2 separate regions of the Pan paniscus genome follow, and region 1 is linked to region 2. The links are chromatin contacts, called in public Hi-C maps. All regions are on one chromosome and are shown on one strand. The core of a region is the stretch at or near the end of the contact, and the rest is flanking DNA. Distances in the headings are between cores, read along the strand shown. Region 1 has its middle 7.2 kb from the start of BLCAP. Region 2 has its middle 9.1 kb from the start of GHRH.

Region 1 (3,614 bases), core at 145-2,644, 270 kb after region 2:
TTTTCTAAAAAGACACTACAGATAGTCTGGAGAGATGGGCAATTACGCAATGCCAATGCATGTGCATTTTCTGTCTGTTAACCCCCATGAGATCGTGAGCTCTTGGAGGGCAGGGTTCATTTTGGGTCTGGTAGGAAGGAAGAGACGGTAACTGTTGAATGAATAAGTGAATGATTGAAAGGCTAGACCGAGCTCCTCCCTTTGTCATGTATCCTCCAAGTCTCTGATTCAGCTGGTAACCAGGTCTATGGAATTCAGTTGGGACTGGATGGCAAATTTGGGGCTAAATGATAAAGAATCAGGAAATGGTTATGTTATGAATAGAACAATGTTTTGTGAAATCACAATACTTACTTTCCTATACATCAGTCTGCTTGACAATTACTTTAAAAAAAAATCAACATTATCTCCTTACCAATACTTATATATTCAGGAAATTCTACCTGTAATGGAACAATAGTTAAATGTTAAAGCACTAAGGAAGCTATGTGATATCAAAAGATTTTAAAAGGGATAAAAAACATTATTACCAAGGTGACCAGAGAATGGAGTAAGCTCCAGGATGGCGCAGACTGCAGCCAGAATGCAAGGGTTCATTTCCATTCTACATTTACTGGCTGTATGTCATTGAGCAAGTTAATAAACCTCTCTCTCCCTCAGTTTCTCCATCTGTGAAATGGGGACACATTTGACTCTACCTCATGTGATCATTTGTGGGAATTCAATGAGTTTGTATTATAAAATGCTTAGAATAACACTGGTTGGCTGGGTGCAGTGGCTCACACCTGTAATCCCAGCACTTTGGGAGGCCAGAGCAGGTGGATTACCTAAGGTCAGGAGTTCGAGACCAGCCTGGCCAATATGGTGAAACCCCGTCTCTACTAAAAATACAAAAATTAGCCGGGTGTGGTGATGCATGCCTGTAATCCCAGCTACTAGGGAGGCTGAGGCAGGAGAATCACTTGAATCCAGGAGGCAGAGGTTGCAGTGAGCAGAGATCACACCATTGCATTCCAGCCTGGGCAACAAGAACAAAACTCCATCTCAAAAAATAAAAGACTAGCACGGGTTACAGTTAGTACCCTTAATTACCTATTGTTACAAATATGTAAAATTATCCTGGGGACTGGAGGCACTGTGGGAGCCCTGGCAGGGAGGGCCTCTCCCCACTATGGCTTTTAAGGTGTCAGGACAACTGGGTTTAAATCCCTGACCTACTTTCCTGACCTTGGGAAATGTTCCCAACTCTAAGGCCCTTTTGTTCCACACTTCTCAGGGCTTTCTCAGATGGGAAGCAAGTGTGCTATTTTAGCCAGGTCTGTGGTGACACCTAATGGTAAAATGGGGAACTGCCTGATCTTACTAAACTTCCATCAACCTATTAATAGTACAAGCAATAACTATATATCACGCTCTTACCATGTGCCAGACACTGAAAGCTGTGTGAACTGTTTTAGTTCACAGCTTAGGCTGACTGATTTAACCAATCAGCAAGTCCTGACAGCCCTGCCTCCAAAATAAGTCACAACCTAGCCCATCTTCTTATATCACCACTGCCTTCATGCTTGACCAAGCCACCACCACCCAGACACCAGCCTCCACCTCCTCACCACCTCTTCCCACTTCTTCTCTTGCTCTCCAGTCCATCTAAATCCTCCTAAAGAAATGGGAGGGTCAGTGGGAGGTTTTAAAGAGGAAAGTGATCTGATCTGACTTGCTTTTTTTTTTGAGACTGAGTCTCGCTCTCGTTGCCCAGGCTGGAGTGCAATGGTGCAATCTCGGCTCACTGCAACCTCCACCTCCCGGGTTCAAGCGATTCTACTGCCTCAACCTCATGAGTAGCTGGGATTATAGGTGCCTGCCACCATGCCCAGCTAATTTTTTGTATTTTTTTAGTAGAGACGGGGTTTCCCCATGTTGGCCAGACTTCAGGCTGGTCTCAAACTCCTGACCTCAGGTGATCCACCCACCTCGGCCTCCCAAAGTGCTGGGATTACAGACGTGAGCCACCGTTCCTGGCCACGACTTCCATTTTTAAAAGATCACTGTAGCTGATGTAAATGGATTGGAGAGCGAGAGAGGAAGTGGGGAGGTGGTGGGGAGGTGGAGGCAGGTCTGGGTGGTGGTAGCCTGGTTAAGCATGAAGGCAGTGGTGATATAGGAAAGTAGGCTAGTTTGTGACTTTCTTTGGAGGCAGGGCTGTCAGGACTTGCTGATGGGTTAAATTGTTCAGTAGGTAGATAGTCAGACATGGTCAGGGCAGGAGAGCTCTTCCCCCTGCCTCCCCACCCACCAGGATTCTCAGGCGACCATCAGGTGATGGTCAGGTGGTTGTTAAAACTGTCTCTCTAAAATAGTAATTGGTTGCAGCTGGCGTCAGAAAAGGTGGTAGACTGAAACACCTGAAACTGGTGATCAGCAGCTTCCTGATAAGATTACAGGAGTTGGGTGAGTGGGCTCAAGAATGCGCACTATGAGGCAAAATGGTGGGGTTTAAGTGGTATGTGGTCTTCTAGGAACACTCGAATGGTAAGGGAAGAACGCCTCAAGTGAGCATGTGTACAACTGCAGTAAACACACTGCGCATGCGGCCCGTCCCAAGTGTGGGCAGGCCCCTGTGCATGCAGACAGCCCACCCCAAGGGAAGAATCAGGGGAGAAGTAACGCAACTCCAGAAGCATGCCAACGTATAAGACCCCAAGTCAAAGGTCAAACCACACACTTGACTCTCTCAAGTCACCAGCTTGGCCCCCTTCCAAGTGTACTTTACTTCCTTTCATTCCTGCTCTAAAGCTTTTTAATAACCTGAAACCACCTTTGCAAAATTATGACTGAGACAGTGAAAGAGATCCAATTTAACAGACTCTTGCTTCGAACCTCCAAGCTGTCCTTGTTCATTCCTGGGTGTAGGCCGAACTAACTTTGGGAGAAACTTAGTTTATGGTTTATAGTTTAAACAAAGATGGTACCAGCCCTTTCCCAAAGCAGACTTCCTTCTTGCCTGGAGACTAGATTGCCTTTGTAGGACTAATATTAGCCACAAGATTAGAAATTATGGTTTAGGAGTCATGCAGCTGGAGGCTCAAGATTCTGAACTCTTGAGATCAATGCTTGAGATATTTTGCAGACCCTGCACTTGATGGATCAGCTGGCCCCACTCAAATCAATAAACTGGCTCATCTGATCGTGTGGCCCCCACCCAGGAACTGACTGAACCCAAGAAGACAGCTCCGACTCCCTGTGATTTCATCTCTGACCCATCAGCACTCTTGGCTCACTGGCTTCCCCCCACCTATCAAGCTATCCTTAAAAACTGCTCCCCAAATGCTCGGGGAGACTGATTTGAGTAATAATAAAACTCCGGTCTCCCGCACAGCTGGCTCCGCGTGAATTATTTTCTCAATTTCAATTCCTGTGTCTTGATATCGGTTCTGTCTAGGCAGCAGGCAAGGTGAACCCCTTGGGCAGTTACAAAACTTTCACTCCTGCTCTGGAAACTTGCCTTGGTTTCTCACTTATGCCACCTGGATTGAGTTCTGTCTTCTGAGGAGGCAAGAACTGAAGTTGCTGCAGACCCATATGGATTCACCACCAGTAACAAAATCAATCCATTG
Region 2 (3,610 bases), core at 1,059-3,558:
TGAGGCAGGGGAATTGCTTGAACCAGGGAGGTGGAGGTTGCAGGGAGCCAAGATCGCGCCACTGTGCTCCATCTTGGGCAACAGAGGGAGACTCCATCTAAAAAACAAACAAAAAAGAGTTCACATATCATAAAGCTCACTGGTTTTAAGTCTATGGCTCCATAAGCTTTCATACATTTATACGGTGGTGCCACCATTGCCACAATCCTGTTTTGGAATGCTTCTGTCCCTCCAAAAATTCCCTCTAGCCCATTTGCTCTCAGTCTCCACTCTTGCCCCCTGCCCTAGGCAACCCCTAATCTGCTGTCTTACAGTTTTTCCTTGGTAGGAAATTCCTATAAATGGAATCTTTTATATGATGAGTAAATCATAATAAATCAAATAAAATACGCACTTTTTGGTGTCAGGCTTCTTTCACTCAGCATAATGTTTGACCTTCATCCATGTTGATCCAGGTATTAATAGTTTGTTCCTTTTTATTCCATTGTATGGATGTATGACTGTTTGTTTACCCATTCGCCTTGATGGACATTTGGGTTGATTCCAGTTTGGGGCTACTATGAATTATGCTGCTACGAACTTTTTTTTTTTGAGACAGGGTCTTGCTGCCACATAGGCTGGAGTGCAGTGGCACAATCTCAGCTCGCTGCAGCCTTGACTTCCTGTGCTCAAGTGATCCTCCCACCTCAGCCTCCTGAGTAGCTGGGACCACAGGCGTGATCCGCTGCGCCCAGCTAATTTAAAAAAATTTTTTTGTAGCAATGGGGTCTCTCTATATTGCCCAGGGTCTCTCTCTATCAAACTCTTGGGTCCAAGTGATCCTCCCACCTCGGCCTCCCAAAGTGTTGAGATTACAGGTGTGAGTCACCCTGCCTGAACTGCTATGAATATTTCAGTAGGAGACCTTGTGTGAACATGTTTTCATTAATCTTGGGTGGGTACCTAGGAGGGGAATCACTGGGTCATATAATGAGGGTTTAGCTTTTTAAGAAACTGCCAGTCTTTTCCACAATGGCTGTACCATTGACTTTCCCCCCAGCAGCGATGGGGGTCTGCCCCCGAATTTCTTAAATGAGCATTTATTTCCTCATCCCACAAACCCCTCTTAAGCAACTAATTAGGCCCACGTAGAGCTTGCTGGATTAGCTGTCCATCTCCGAGGTGCTTGGTCCCTTTTCTGCAGTTAGGGGAGTGGGGTGGCTCTCTCCCCTCTGCATAGCATCTTCTGGGTGCTATGAGGAACGCAGAGTGTTTGGACACAGTGCTTGTCTTCAAAGAGCTACAGGAGGAAGCTGAATCATTACCCTGGGCAGGTAGATCCAGAGAGGGACACAGTATCAGTATAAATGCAGAGAGGGACACAGTATCAGTGTAAATGTTCCAAGAATCGAGAGAAGGGAGAAGTCATGTAAACCCAGGAGTTCATCATCAGACAGGAGTAGGGAGAAGCTTAAAATGGGAGCACAGGTTTAGGGGGCAAATGGATTTGGATTTGAAACCAACTCTGCCATTTGCCCCATGTGAGATTCTAGGCAAGGTCAATCCCTTAATCTCTCTGAGCCTCAGTTACTACATCTGTACAATGGAGGTGATAAGAACTACCACTCCAGGTTGTTGTGAGAACCAGAAATATGCTTGGCCGGATGCGGTGGCTCACACCTGTAATCCCAACACTGGGAGGCAGAGGCAGGCAGGTTGCTTGAGCCCAGGAGTTCGAGACCAGCTTGGGCAACACAGTGAGACCCCCGTCTCCACAAAAAGAAAGAAAGAAAAAGAAATATGCATGTTGGTGTCTGATATGTAAGTGTCTTGGCAAATGGTAGCAGTTATTGTAGTTTTTCAGAGCTGAGCTCTGAAAAAACGGGCAGCTTGGTGGCAGCCTGGTGGCGGGGAAGGCTGGGAGCCATCTTGGTGACAGGCTTTATTTGCAGTAAATTCTCAAACCCACTGAGAAAGAGCATAGTGGGGCGGGGGGTGGGGGAGGATGGGGAGCCAGAAAGAACCCGGAGAATGAAAACCCAGCCCCTTCCACCGATTCCCACCACCGCCTTGTCCTTGTCCTCCGAGTGATGATGAGAATGCCTCGGTGGCCGCCCAGCTCACTTTCCCAGGACGTGTTTTAACCCAGCGTTAATTAGTGATTGTGGCTGCATCTAGGGCTGGGGGCTTGAGCTGAAGAAAGAAAGTACCCCAGAGAAAGGCAGATTTTAAAAGGCCCCAAAAGTCTGGGGCAGTGAGGCTCTGTGGAGAGGGAGACAAGCCGTGCATTTGTGTTGCAAATTTCCAGTGTGTGCAAGCCAGCCATTCAATGAGGGCGATGCTACTGGCAGCCGGCATGGGGGTGGGGAGGGAAAGGAAGTCCACAAAGGGGGCCTGTCTGAGGACCTCAGACCCTGCTTTGTAAAAGCTGCTTTCATCCCCCTCCCTGGTTGATGGCAGTGTTCCCAGTCCAAGGCCACTGTGCAAGGATCCAGAGGCCTGGACCCCAGACTCCCAGATTCTCTTGACCCTCCCCACTTGCCCTTCTAGGCCTGTTTTTGTGGCATCAGCAGCAGCAGGTGTCTGAGTGCTCCCGGGTACTGTGTCAGAGGATACCAGGTTTAAGTGGTGTGGGCTTGCTAGGTGGCTTCAGGCAAAGTCACTTAACCTCCCTGAGTGTCAGTTTCCTCTTCTGTAAAATGGAGATGATGTGGTCCTTTCCCCTGCTTCACAGGGTCCTACCCAAACAGAAGGGCCTGTGATTGGATGGCAGCTCAGAGCTTCATTTCTTTCTCAAAAAGTCTGCATCTGGGAAAGTCATTAGAAGAGCTCTTTTAATGAAGAGATGAGGTTGATTGTACTTAGCAAATCAATGAAGCAACTCTGGGTTCCTTGGAAATGTTACTCCCACGAGTATTTTAATTTTTTTTTCTTTTGAGATGGAGTTTAGCTCTTGTTGCCCAGGCTGGAGTGCAATGGCATGATCTCAGCTCACAGCAACCTCCACCTCCCGAGTTCAAGCGATTCTCTTGCCTCAGCCTCCCCAGTAGCTGGGATTGCAGGCATGCACCACCATGCCAGACTAATTTTGTGTTTTTAGTAGAGATGGGATTTCACCATGTTGGCCAGGCTGGTCTCGAACTCCCAACCTCAGGTGATCCACCCACCTCAGCCTCCCCAAGTGCTGGGATTACAGGCATGAGCCACCGCACCCGGCACTAATTTTTTTTTTTTTTAAGACAGTCTCGTTCTGTCACCCAGGCTGGAGTGCAGTGGCGTGATCTCTGCCCACTGTAACCTCCGCCTTCCAGGTTCAAGCAATTATCCTGCCTCAGCCTCCCAAGTAGCTGAGACTATGGGCACAAGCCACCATGTCCAGCTAATTTTTGTATTTTTAGTAGAGACAGGGTTTCACCATGTTGGCCAGGCTGGTCTTGAACTCCTGACCTCAAGTGATTTGCCTGCCTTGGCCTCCCAAAGCGCTGGGATTACAGGTGTGAGCCACTGCACCTGGCCCGTGAGTATTTTAAACATTCACCTTGCTTGGAATCTTTGGGCCTGCCACAAGTCAATTAGGCACACTAACCAGGTTGTTTTTTGAGTTGGTAGATTTGGTGCGGGTGCCAAGCCT

Evidence for each region. Hi-C and Micro-C count contacts between places; a contact is called where the count stands out from the background.
Region 1: a contact with region 2 is called in a Hi-C map of induced pluripotent stem cells, with 7 times the contacts expected there. The contact joins two enhancer-like sites. A contact is called at or near these places in 2 of 3 Hi-C or Micro-C datasets (fibroblasts and induced pluripotent stem cells).

What each region holds. Positions count from the first base shown.
Region 1 is chr21:43,260,802-43,264,415 of NHGRI_mPanPan1-v2.0_pri, forward strand. No RefSeq gene overlaps it. Among named protein-coding and RNA genes, the nearest start is that of BLCAP, 7.2 kb to the left of the region's middle. Within about 2 kb of position 1,395, at least 1 of the 2 cell types and tissues checked has open chromatin away from gene starts, as enhancers often do.
Region 2 is chr21:42,993,048-42,996,657 of NHGRI_mPanPan1-v2.0_pri, forward strand. No RefSeq gene overlaps it. Among named protein-coding and RNA genes, the nearest start is that of GHRH, 9.1 kb to the left of the region's middle. Within about 2 kb of position 2,309, at least 1 of the 2 cell types and tissues checked has open chromatin away from gene starts, as enhancers often do.